Linked DNA regions of Mus musculus: regions 2, 3 and 4 are each linked to region 1. A link is a contact called in public ChIA-PET and Hi-C data. All regions are on one chromosome and are shown on one strand. The core of a region is the stretch at or near the end of the contact, and the rest is flanking DNA. Distances in the headings are between cores, read along the strand shown.

Region 1 (2,938 bases), core at 259-2,758:
TGAGACAGCTTTTCCCTGTGAAGCTAGCCAGCAACTCCCATCAGTAGCAGGCAAGAATCCCAGGACTCACTCGACGAACCAGCCTCGTCTGGCTGGATTCTTGAAGAACATATGGAGTCACCCTATTCCCCTATAGCAGCTTCAACTCTCAGGTTCTCTTTCTTGTAGCCCATCTCCTGGGTCCTCGGTGGTCCCTGGGGGTCCCCGGCAAGAGGCAGGTTGTTTAGGCCAGCCAGATACCACTTAAAGAGACCCAATTCAAAACATAACCGTGTGCGACTCAACTTACGGTCAGGCTCTGAATCTACAAGAATTTCATAAACAAGTAACATTTAAAAAAATGGTTATCGATGAAGGAAAAAAAGAACCTGAAGAAATCAGATGATGTGAGGGAGGTTTAGGCAAGACCTTTCAGGTACAGTGTGTTCTAAAATTTGACTTTTGAATTGTAGAAATAAATGACCTATTAAAATAAAATTTTAATTTAAAATGTGCTCTCTACTTAAGAGGGTACCCGAGTGTGTGTGTGTGTGTGTGTGTGTGTGTGTGTGTGTGTTTTTGCATTGGAAACACACCCAGTGTAATTTGTAAAATAAATACATAATAAATAGGTTAAATGTTTATTTTGACTTATGTTTTCAAATGCCAGTTGTTTAATTTACCATGAAGGATTGCTGGCAGACCCATCATCACTGGTACCGAATACGGCATTCAGACCTTGACCTAGGCTGGCCTTCCCAGGAAACCAGCTCTGTGGCCTTGCCCTCTTCACTCTTCCCATCAATACCACAGGCTGACTTCTCCTGTTGACAGGCGCATGGTCAACACACACACACACACACACACACACACACACACACACACACACACACACAGAGGTTTCCATTGCACATGCACAGTGGGAGGTCATTGGCTAAGCGGTTTCAAAACACACAGCCTAAGTCGTGGCAAGATCCAACCTTAAGAATGCGTTTATTTGATTCCATGTCACTGTACCATATACTTGGGCTACTCTAAAGAGAGACATAGGTCCCCTTTCCCCAAGCACTTTACTTGGAGAAGTTCAGGGCCAGAAAGGCTGCTGTCTTCTTCCTCAGTCCTAGGGCAGAAACTTCCATGAAAGCTGGTGAGGTGATGTTCACCCGCATCTTTTTTAGACCCTCCCCTCCTTACCTTAAACCGCTCCCCCACCCCCCACCCCCCAAGAAGGAAAAGACAAAAGAATGCTATAACATTTTCAAGAACTAAGCAAGCACAACAGCCAGCACTGTCCTGATTGGTCCCGTCGCCCCTGTTTTCTTGTGCTATAGAGAATATCTAAGGGTTCGTCTCCTCTAAACAGACGCTTGTAAGGAAAGTTTAACACAATTTATAGAGCTGTAAAGTTCTTGGTATGGCCCTCATTGGAGTGCTTTCTCACATTCCCAGAAGTAGCCAATCTACCACGTGGCAGAGCTGCTAGAGGAAGGGAGGGAGCCAGCGGGGCCCTGAGCTGCCCGCAGGAGCAGCAGCAGCAGCAGGGCAGGGCGGCTCCCAGGAGGGCGCAGGCGTGGCGGCCCCTCCCTGCCGCGAGCCCATGCCCGCCCACTGCCACCGGCGAAAAGGAGGAGAGACCTACATTTAAAAAGGCAGGAACCTACTAGCTCCAGAGCTCCTACAATGCCGAATGAGAATTCCTATTTATGAGGTCAAACGGAGGTCAAGAATTATCCAGTCATCTCTAAAACCCCCTACTTAGGGGGTCAAGCCAGGCTGGCAACCCATGTTAGCTAAATAGAACTTGATCTCCCGAAAGCCTAAAACTGCTTTATTTTTTCTTTCTTCCTTTCTTTCTTTCACTTTTTTACTGTTTTGCCAGAGATACGGGTTGGCTTTTTTTTTTTTTTCTGTTACTTCCGGTTTGTGGCTGAACTTTCTTTGCCTTCCTTCCTTTTGGGGTGTGGGAGGGTTAAGCTGCTTCAAAATAATGTCCACTTAAATATGTTTTTAAAAATGGGAGAGAAAGAGGAGCTGGGATAGAAAGAAGAGGAAAGGAGAGGGAAAGGAGGGGGAGGCAGGAGAGGGAAAGAGGATGTTAGAAGAGACAGCACACAGTAATTTTGTTTATGTTATAACATTTAGCACACTCCTATTCATGGATGTGTTCCACAATTATGCTGTGAGATGCACAATGTCACTGTGTTCAAAGTACAGGTAAAGAAGCCGAGGCTCATCAAATCCTGGAACTGTGACCGACTCTAACCCTGAAGTCCTTGCGTTCATTTAACCCTTTAAGGAAGGGTACGGAGGTGTACATTCATCCTTTATTACAAAGCCTATGTCTGATATGGAAAAAGAAAAGCTTTATTCGGAACCTTTGGAAGAATCTTAAGACTATGATTTCGTCTTTGGTCACTCCTTTGGAATTTTTTGACGCGGGCATTAACATGGGCTAAGGTGGTCCTCGCAGCCCCACCCACGGGCGCACTTCCAGCTTCCGGCAGCAGGGGGAGCATGTGTGCAAGAGGAGGAAAGGTGCACCCGGCAGGAAGTGTCAGTGCATGGTCTGTCCTTAGCAGGTCCAGGCTAAGAATACATTCATTTTTCTCCTTCAACATTTAGAACCAGTGGCTGCAGGCTTCTCTACAGAGATTCATGCTTCCTCGTTTGTAAAGCCGGGAAAACAGTTCTGGGACTTGTAGAAAGAGGTCTCTGCTGCATCCAAGGGAGGAAAAAAAAATCTCATGAAGGAGCCAGGCTTGGCTGCTGGCTTCTGTTGAGAAAGGAGAACTCAGCAAGCAGGACAAAGGGCCACCCTGAGTGCAAGCAGCACAGGACTTCTCCCGTTGACTTCCTGAGACCACCTCAAGGCTTGGAAGCTGCGCTAGTTCTGGCTTCTCCAATGGTACAGGCTTGGGTCTCAGGCACCTGTAGGTGCTACTCACATGGCAGAGCCCGT
Region 2 (2,804 bases), core at 109-2,608, 480 kb after region 1:
TGCACATGTGTTATGGTTCATGTGTGGAAGTCAGAGGTAACCTGCAGGTGTCAATCCTCTCCTTCCACCACATGGCTCCTGGGATCAAACTTAACTCATCAGGATTGGCAGCGGCACCTGTAACCACTCATTCATCCTGCTGGGCTGAAAAAGTTTCCCTTGTGCCTGGCCATGCCAAGACATGAAGACTCTCTTGGATGTATTTAACCATCTACAAATCTTGAAGACCTTTTTTTTTTTTCAGATATTTGGGGATGCTAGTAAAAAGTTTGCTGTGTTCACCAGTTAAAATATATTCCTGCAATTTGGAATGCTAATTAGCCAACCATCAGCTGTTAATGGAGGCAGAGATAATAGGATTGCTTATTACGGCTGCCTCTGGAGCCTGGGTTTCCTAATGAGAATGCCCTGCTGACCTGGACTGTACATATTTTATTGGAATGCTGACAGCTCTCAGATTGTAGCTTAATCTAAGAAGCCTACATAATAGCATACTATGTATGTAAGAGTGTTCTAAAAATAACCGAAGTCATAATACTGAATGCTGACAGTAAGTAAAAATGGAAAGATAGGGCAGCGGCAGTGCTGTGCTTTGGATATAGTTTGAGTTGGCTCCCTAAGGGATGGGGTTAGAAGGTTGGTTCTCAGTGCAGAGATATTGGGAAACTGTACCTCTGGCAAGTAGGGCCCAGTGGGCATTCCTAGGGTTCCTGGGAAAGCTGTCCTCAGAAAGGATTAAGGTGCCTCTTGTGAGACTCTTGAGCTCTCACAAGAATGGGTTGTTAAAAGGATGAGCCTAAGCAAGTAGTTGTTCTCTGGCTTCCTGTTTTGAGATGTAATTCCTTCCTCATGAGCTCCCACTACTGGGACAGCATCCACCTTGAGACCCTCAGCAGAACCAAGCCAGGTCTGGAGCTTGCCTTGAAGTCTCCAGAACTGTGAACTCAGTAAACACTTTTTCCTTATAAAATGTGCCTGCCTCTGATATTTTGTTATAGTAAAGAAGAGTGAACGGGCACCAATGCTATGAAACTAGAGTGCTTTAAATCTAAATCTGTTAAGTTTCAAATCCTACTGAGAGTTCAGGCAATGAAAGCCTAACATGAGTCTGTAGCTTGACAACAAGGAAGTCACTGTGACTTTGATGCAGATGGCTTCATAAGGTGGTGGCGGGAGGACTCTTGCTGTCTTTGATGGAGAGGTGATGACAGGAGTGGGTACAGAAGATCAGCATCATGCTGAAGAGTTGGAGAAGAAACATAATGGAGCATAAAGCTGAGAGGTTTGAGAGAAACCCCTTGTTCCTGTTGAGGTGCTGTGGTGGAGACACTGTGGGCATAGTTAAATGTGAGAAGTCACTGTTGGGAGAAAAAGGAAGCCAAGAGACCTCAAACCAGCCCAGGGTGGGGCAGTGTCAGGTGGTAAGGATAGTGGTAACTAAAAGGATGACACTGTTCCCATGACAACAGAAGAATGAACCCATGGTCCCTTGGCTTGGGTATCCTTCAATTTGGGTTTAGATGGGTTTTGGTGTAAGCTGATGTGTGTATTGTATAAAAAGGAGATCTACTTAGATGCTTAATTTGATTTAAATAGTTAGTGTTTAGTTTATTAAGACTGCAATTTTAAACACTCAATTCTTCATCCCAAAAATCATAATTCTATATATAAGCCTAGCAAAATTGAGCAGCAGTTTTCTAGGGAAATTTGTTTAATATTTGATTCTTTTTTTTCCTATTGACTTGAATGTTTTAATTGTAATATATTCTATTTCCTTTCAAGTGCCTCATCTATAGATTACAAAACCTTGTTGAGTACTTCATAATTGTTATACAAGCTATTAAATATATAAAGTGGGCTTAAAGACCTAAATGTTAATACAGTATTCCTAAATGTGGGCCATTTCAGCTAAAGTCTGTGATGTGATAATTCAGCTGGTCATTGTAAATTGGTTTTCAAACCTTGTGACCCTGTTAACTTTCATAAATATCAGTAGGACAGAAAAGGTCAAATGTGCACAAAAAAGCATTAATAGCGTGGCTTTGGTGCTTTAGCCTTTCCACATTTAAGTTTTAAATCTTCCTAGAGTTGGAAAAGGTTTACTCATGAGGAAAGAAAATTACTTGGAAATAACTGAGGCCATTGCGAGTCTGACCTTCTGACAGAGCAGCAGGCACCCAGGCAGGACACCTGCAGCCTCATTGCTGCATTGAGGATCCTTATGACAGGTTATCTGTGCTGTGAGTTACAGGACTTAAGGAAGACCTGGTCTCGTGGGTCTAATGACAGGCATCCCCGGTATGAGATCTACACGGTACCTGATTCCTCATCTCTCCTGGGGATGGGACTTCCAGATTGGTCTTTGATCTTAACACAGAAATATATATATATATATTTCCACCTACATGTGAATGGTCCTTGTGTTTGACAGACCCCTCTAGATATTTACCTTGTACCTATAGTTTTGAACTGGTTCGCCTAAATTAAATAGTTTATTTTCCCAGAGCTCTGACTCAGGGTCTCACACAAACTAGGCAGATGCTTTGTGACAGAGCCACACTCCAGCCTCAGTAAATGATGTGGTCATTTGGGTGGTGGTGATGGTAGTGTTAGGAGTGGAACTTGGGCCTTACTCAAACCAGGAGAATGCTGTACCACTAAGTCACAGGACCAACCTAAAAAGTATTTTCTATTTGATATTAGGTGGGATACTAGACATTTAGATGTCTTCTCTATTTAAGGAACTTTGAACTTGATGGAATCCCCTGCATAGTTAAATATTCTTAGGATCACACAATGGATGC
Region 3 (2,700 bases), core at 56-2,555, 280 kb after region 1:
ACCTCCACATAGCCACCATGGCATCCACATATAATATATATACATATATATACATATATACATATATATACATATATACAGATATACAGATACAGATATAGATAGATGAGTACTCTGTAGCTGTCTTCAGATACACCAGAGGGGACATCGGATCCCGTTACAGATGATTCTGAGCCACCATGTGGTTGCTGGGAATTGAACTCAGGACCTTTGGAAGAGCTGTCAGTGCTCTTAACTGCTGAGACATCTCTACAGCCCAGTTAGTCAGTTTCTTATAATTGCATCAAGTTCCTAAGAAAAAAATATGTAAGGGCAGACTTACTCTGCCCCACACAGCTTTATAGGTTTCAATCCAGACACCTGTCCCACTGTTTGCTTTGGATTTGGGTCAAGGCTGAGTGAAGGAATGACAGAGACGGGTGACAGTGTGACAGAGCAGAGCCTCAAGTAACTCTTAGACAGCAGAGGATGGAGCGCAACAAGGAAAAGCCCCGCTGACATGCCTTCAATGACCTACTGCTTCCAACTAGGCTCCACCTCTGAAAGTGCCCATTGTCTCCAAAAAACGCCATCTAATTGTGAAGTGGCCCCTGGATAAGAACATCCATTGAGTAGGTCAGGGCATCCACGATCCATCACTCACCCTCTCAGTCACTGGCCTGACCAGCCAGACACCGAGCCTTCACTGCAGCCTTTCAGAGAGACTGGATATCTCAACCATAACCGCCCTCGTTTTCTGATTTTCCTTATTCCTCCTCATCTCCATGTTGTATAAATACATTGTCTCAAAAGAAAGGGGGAGGGGGGACGACAAACATCAGCTCTAACCGTGCTTTTAATGTTTTCATGAGAGAAAGACACATGGTTCAGTGAATTAAAAACTGAAGAGATGCATGCATGGTGCGCTTGGTCCAAGTACACATAATCAAATGGGGAAAAGTTAAAGCATATTAACTGAGGGAAGAAAAACACGGCTCAGGGGACTGGCAGCTGGGGAGGGAGGGGCTGTGGGCGGGGCAGGGGAACTGAGTCAGGGAGACAAACAGGATGCTGGGAGGTGAGAAATAAGGGTGGGGAGTAGTGGGGAGTCTGAAGAGGAACTAACAAGATCTGTTGCTTATAGTTACCCAGAAACCCTTCAGAACAATAACACACAAACAAACTTAAAAGGAAGAAGCTGCAGGAGAGGGCTTCCAGCGGAGGAGATCAGCTGGTGTTCTGGTGTTGGGGGAGCTGTAGGTCAGCTCTCTCATAGTCACTGACTCTTCTTGACTAGATGGATCCGGGCAAAGCACGGTAGACCGGAAGAGTGGACCCCGGGCCCCAGGAAGTACATGCCTGTAAAAATGGGAACCTGGGCTCTGTTCATTCTAAGTTGCCGGCGCCTCTGGTTTCCAGCCTTTTCTGCTTGGCGATGCTTTCGAACAGATATATTTTGAGGAAGAATTCTGGTTTCGAGAAGCTGAGCAGGCCCAGCCACTCAAGCGGCCACCAAAAACTTCAAAATTTCTTCCAGACTTCTCACCCCTTCTTCAAGGGCTACCTCACCCCTTCCTTCTTGCCCCCTTTCCAGGTGCGTGAGTCTGAGGGTGCTTCCAAAAAGCTAAATTTTGCCTTTCATTAGACACAACTTACCCACTTCTTTCTAGCTATTTTTAAAAACACTTTTCCTTGCTCCTGAAAAGTGTGTTTATTAAAGAAAAACTACTTCAGAGTATTGAAATGTAAAGAAAAAAGAAGCCATCCTCCGGCCAGCCGCTGAGACAACAAGCCTTCCAATCATTTTCTTTCTTTCTCTTTTTTTTAATTAACTTACTTATTTTATGTATGAGTACACTGTTTCTGTCTTGAGGCACAGCAGAAGAGGACATCTGATCCTGTTACAGATGGTTGTGAGCCACCACGTGGTTGCTGGGAGTTGAACACAAGACCTTTGGAAGAGCACTTAACCACTGAGCCATCTCTCCAGCCCCACAAGGGTCTTCTTTTAAATTACTGGATTCACCAGACTTGACATCACTCTTTCACAAGGCTCTGAAGATTTCTAAGTGGCAACCTCAGTCACAAGTAGGGAAGGTATAGTAGAGAAAGTGACAGCTCTGCTCTCTGCTAAGGCGAATGCAGATGCATTATAAACTCTCTGAGTAGAGATCAACATCCTTCCGGCCCCCAGTGCCTGAGCCCTGGCTGTCCCAGTCTGCTGCTTAAATTTCTGATGCAACGGGGCGGTTTAATCCCAGCACTTGGGAGGCAGAGGCAGGCGGATTTCTGAATTCGAAGCCAGCCTGGTCTACAGAGTGAGTGCCAGGACAGCCAGAGCTACACAGAGAAACCCTGTCTCGAAAAAACCAAAAAAAAAAAAAATGTTTCTGATGCATGGGACCAGAAACCTCAGCCTGATACAATGTAGCTGGAAGCCCCCCCCCCTTTTTTTAAACTTTTTTTATTAGGTATTTTCGTCATTTACATTTCAAATGCTATCCCAAAAGTCCCCCATACCCTCCCCCCACTGCCCTCCCTCTCCCACTCCCACTTCTTGGCCCTGCTGTTCCCCTGTACTGAGGCATATAAAGTTTGCAAGACCAAGGGGCCTCTCTTTCCAATGATGGCAGACTAGGCCATCTTCTGCTACATATGCAGCCAGAGACACGAGCTCCGTGGGTACTGGTTAGATCATATTGTTGTTCCTCCTATAGGGTT
Region 4 (2,942 bases), core at 272-2,771, 310 kb before region 1:
TGTGTGTTTGTGTGTGGTGTGTATGTGTGGGGATGTGTGTGTGGAGTGTGTGTGTATTTGTGTGTGTGGAGTATGTGTGTATGTGTTTGTGTGGAGTATGTGTGTGTATGTGTTTGTGTGTGGGGGTGTGTATTTGTGTGTGTGTGTGGAGTGTGTTGTGGGGGTGTGTGGTGTGTGTTTGTGTGTGTGGCATATGTGTATGTGTGTGTTTGTGCTTGTGTGTATGTGGAGTATGGGTGTGTGTGGTGTGTGTTTGTATGTGTGGTGTGTGTGTGTGTTTGTGTGTGCTTGTGTGTATGTGGAGTGTGTGTGTGTATGTGTGTGGTGTGTGTTTGTGTGTGTGGTGTATGTGTGTGTGTGGTGTGTTTATGTAAGACAAGGACTCTTGTAACTCTGGCTATCCTTGACCTTGTTGTATAGTAAGGGTAACTTTGAACTCCATATCTTCCTGTTCCCCCTCCTACCTTCTGGGATTCCAGACCTTGCCACGATGCCTAAAAAACCCACAGATCTTTCTTGCTGTGGCTGTGTTCCTTGGCAGCTAGAAAGACATTTAAAATGTAAGTTTAACCATCAGTAAACTGAGGGCACCACAGATTCCATTAGATAGACTATAAGGACAAAAGAGAAGATCTGTGCTGAGTATTTGGCATCTGCCCTACATCCAGCAAGCTGTGACCATGCCCAGCATGGTGAATGGTGAGCACTCTGAAGACAAGATTGGCATGATCTTGGCATCTGTGTGGATTACACCATGGGAGGCTGCCTTACCATGCTTCACTGGGGTGGCTTGTCTGTGAGGTCTGCCAAGTCTCTGAGAACTGGGTCTAAGCCAAGAGACATGTCATAGTCTTTTGAGGGATTTTCTTTTAACCTGTTTAGTTATTTATTATTTATGTATGTGTGTACTTTCAGAGGCCAGAAAAGGGCATCAGATCCCTACCCTACCCCACCCTGCCCAGCTAGAGTTACTGGCAGTTGTGAGTCACCCAACCTAACATGGGTACTTGGTACTGAACCCTTGACCTCTGGAGGAAGAGTATGTACTCTTAACTGTTGAGCCATCTCTCCAGCTCTTTAGACACAATTTATTATTTGACTTTGAGTTTCTGTGTAGGCTTATTAGTCTTGAAAAACTATGTTTCAACAGACCACACATGACCAGTCCTGATCTTTGACGCAGGGCCAAAAATGTCTCAGAAGCCTGGCAAGTGGGGCACACAGAGCATACTGAAAGCCAGCAAGGCCCCCTGTACTGCATGTGTTCTGTGTAAATGAAGACACTCAGAAGACCAGTTGGTTTTGACCTCTGGATCCAATGGATAGAACCACTGGACAGGCAATGTCGGCTGTGGGTACACCATGCGTTGTGGTTCTGTGTACTGGGGCTGCAGGGCTGGCCTGTGGTTAGATGAGAATCCAGACTGCTGGAATCTAGAAATGTCAGCTGGCTAGGCAGCTGTCTGTCCAGGAGCAAGGTCAGACATACAGGATGAGTCAGGATGGGTTTGGACGACACTAGTGTAGGATGTTCAGAGGCTAGTCCAGGCTGCCTGTCACAGGGATAGGTCAGGACTGAGAACAAGGCTAGCCAGAGCTGTGTCCAAGAACCAGAGTGGAAACTAGAGAGAGAGAGAGAGAGAGAGAGAGAGAAAGCCAAAGGCCACAGCAGGGCGGGGCAGAGAGGGACGGGGGAAGAGGAATGTTTTCTTTGCTTGCTAACTGGTCAGGAAGTCTGTATCAAGAAAAGGGAGACGAGGGCGCAGAAGACGGGTTTCCTTTCTGTAGGACAGAACCTGGCGAGCAGAGGGCAGTCTGACCCAGGGTAACTTGCAGTTTCTGTGGGGAGGAGTTCAGGGTAAGAGGGGGTCACCTGTGCTACTTCCCCAGGGTCCTGTCACATGGACATTTCTCCCTCTCATCCTCATATAGACTCAACTGTGCCGCAGAAATAAATGAACCCCGAAGCTCAGTGGTTAGCACAAGGATCCTCTAGTTGCTGCTCCGGGGCCTGTGTGCTCTGAGTTGACGATAGCCAAGAGTCTTTGTTCTGAGGCCCCAAGCTGCCTCTCTCTTATGTTCTGTTGTGACCTCTGCTATAGTGCAGAAGAAAAGACTGGGAAAGTTCCCTTACTTCACTCTAACCCCACACTGTATTTCTTTTTTTTTTTAATTTAGTTTAATTTTTTATTTTTTGAACATTAGTGTTTTATCTGCACATATGTCTATGTGGAGGTGTTAGGTCCCCTGGAACTAGAGTTACAGACAGTTGTAAACTGCCACATGGGTGCTAGAAATTGAACCCTGGTCTCCTGGAAGAGCAGTCAATGCTCTTAACCCCCGGATCCCTCTCTCCAGCTCCCAACACTGTATTTCTTATCTAGACTTTTTGGGCAAGTTCCTTAACAGTCTCCACATTTCCACCCTTGTCTTCCCCAGGTCTAAGGCAGCCAGCTCCAGGCATGACCATCATTGCCGCAGATCTGGTGATGTGCCCTTCTGCTGCCCTCTCCACTTATGGTCTAGCATAGCTCTGCCCTTCAGAGAACAAGCCATGGAGACTTAGTAAGATTTTCTCGGCCTTCTGAGTCTCATTTTGCCAGTTGCCCTACCTCTCCCAGTTGCTTACATCTCATATCCCCTTATCCTAGGCCCACGTCATCCTCTTTCTCTAGTCTATAACATTCCATGGCCTCTCTTAGTTCTAGAGCATCCCAGATTCCCTTTGTTCCTGTGACCTAGACCGCTCAGTACCCTCCCTGTTTGGCTACCTTTAACTTAACTTGCCATTTCTAAGCTTGCATGCCACTTTCCCAGAAAGCCTCTCTTGCATAAATTTGCAAGGAAAATCATAGGCTTCAGTAGACTGTAATCTTCAAGAGAGGGATTTCCATCTTGCTCCCTGAATGACCCACACACTTAGAACTGTCCTTAACACATAA

What was found. Hi-C and Micro-C count contacts between places; a contact is called where the count stands out from the background. ChIA-PET counts read pairs in DNA pulled down with a chosen protein or histone mark.
Region 2: a contact with region 1 is called in an RNA polymerase II ChIA-PET map of memory CD8 T cells, with 3 times the contacts expected there. The contact joins two enhancer-like sites. A contact is called at or near these places in 1 of 115 datasets of contacts at active chromatin or transcription factors (memory CD8 T cells) and 1 of 9 other capture datasets (embryonic stem cells).
Region 3: a Hi-C map of bone marrow-derived macrophages shows a contact between it and region 1, with 29 read pairs. The contact joins two enhancer-like sites. A contact is called at or near these places in 1 of 15 datasets of contacts at CTCF or cohesin (the NIH/3T3 cell line), 2 of 484 Hi-C or Micro-C datasets (bone marrow-derived macrophages and transitional/marginal zone B cells), 19 of 115 datasets of contacts at active chromatin or transcription factors (bone marrow-derived macrophages, craniofacial prominence, double positive thymocytes and 12 more) and 1 of 9 other capture datasets (bone marrow-derived macrophages).
Region 4: a contact with region 1 is called in a Hi-C map of myocytes, with 1.8 times the contacts expected there. The contact joins two enhancer-like sites. A contact is called at or near these places in 1 of 484 Hi-C or Micro-C datasets (myocytes) and 1 of 115 datasets of contacts at active chromatin or transcription factors (pancreatic cancer cells).

Annotation. Positions count from the first base shown.
Region 1 is chr5:64,503,868-64,506,805 of GRCm38.p6, forward strand. It overlaps Gm52815 (a long non-coding RNA gene), which reads left to right. Exons shown (of 3, transcript XR_003955927.1): 3 at 1-1,913. Among named protein-coding and RNA genes, the nearest start is that of Gm52815, 9.6 kb to the left of the region's middle. Within about 2 kb of position 1,509, at least 309 of the 459 cell types and tissues checked have an H3K27ac peak or open chromatin away from gene starts, as enhancers often do. A contact at or near this core is called in bone marrow-derived macrophages, double positive thymocytes, memory CD8 T cells and 3 more, where this site is marked.
Region 2 is chr5:64,988,818-64,991,621 of GRCm38.p6, forward strand. All of the region lies in intron 2 of Fam114a1 (family with sequence similarity 114, member A1), which reads left to right. Among named protein-coding and RNA genes, the nearest start is that of Mir574, 20 kb to the left of the region's middle. Within about 2 kb of position 1,359, at least 43 of the 459 cell types and tissues checked have an H3K27ac peak or open chromatin away from gene starts, as enhancers often do. A contact at or near this core is called in memory CD8 T cells, where this site is marked.
Region 3 is chr5:64,779,831-64,782,530 of GRCm38.p6, forward strand. No RefSeq gene overlaps it. Among named protein-coding and RNA genes, the nearest start is that of Klf3, 22 kb to the right of the region's middle. Within about 2 kb of position 1,306, at least 87 of the 459 cell types and tissues checked have an H3K27ac peak or open chromatin away from gene starts, as enhancers often do. A contact at or near this core is called in bone marrow-derived macrophages, double positive thymocytes and microglia, where this site is marked.
Region 4 is chr5:64,195,585-64,198,526 of GRCm38.p6, forward strand. The region is part of intron 2 of Tbc1d1 (TBC1 domain family, member 1); the gene reads left to right. Among named protein-coding and RNA genes, the nearest start is that of Tbc1d1, 37 kb to the left of the region's middle. Within about 2 kb of position 1,522, at least 74 of the 459 cell types and tissues checked have an H3K27ac peak or open chromatin away from gene starts, as enhancers often do. A contact at or near this core is called in myocytes and pancreatic cancer cells, where this site is marked.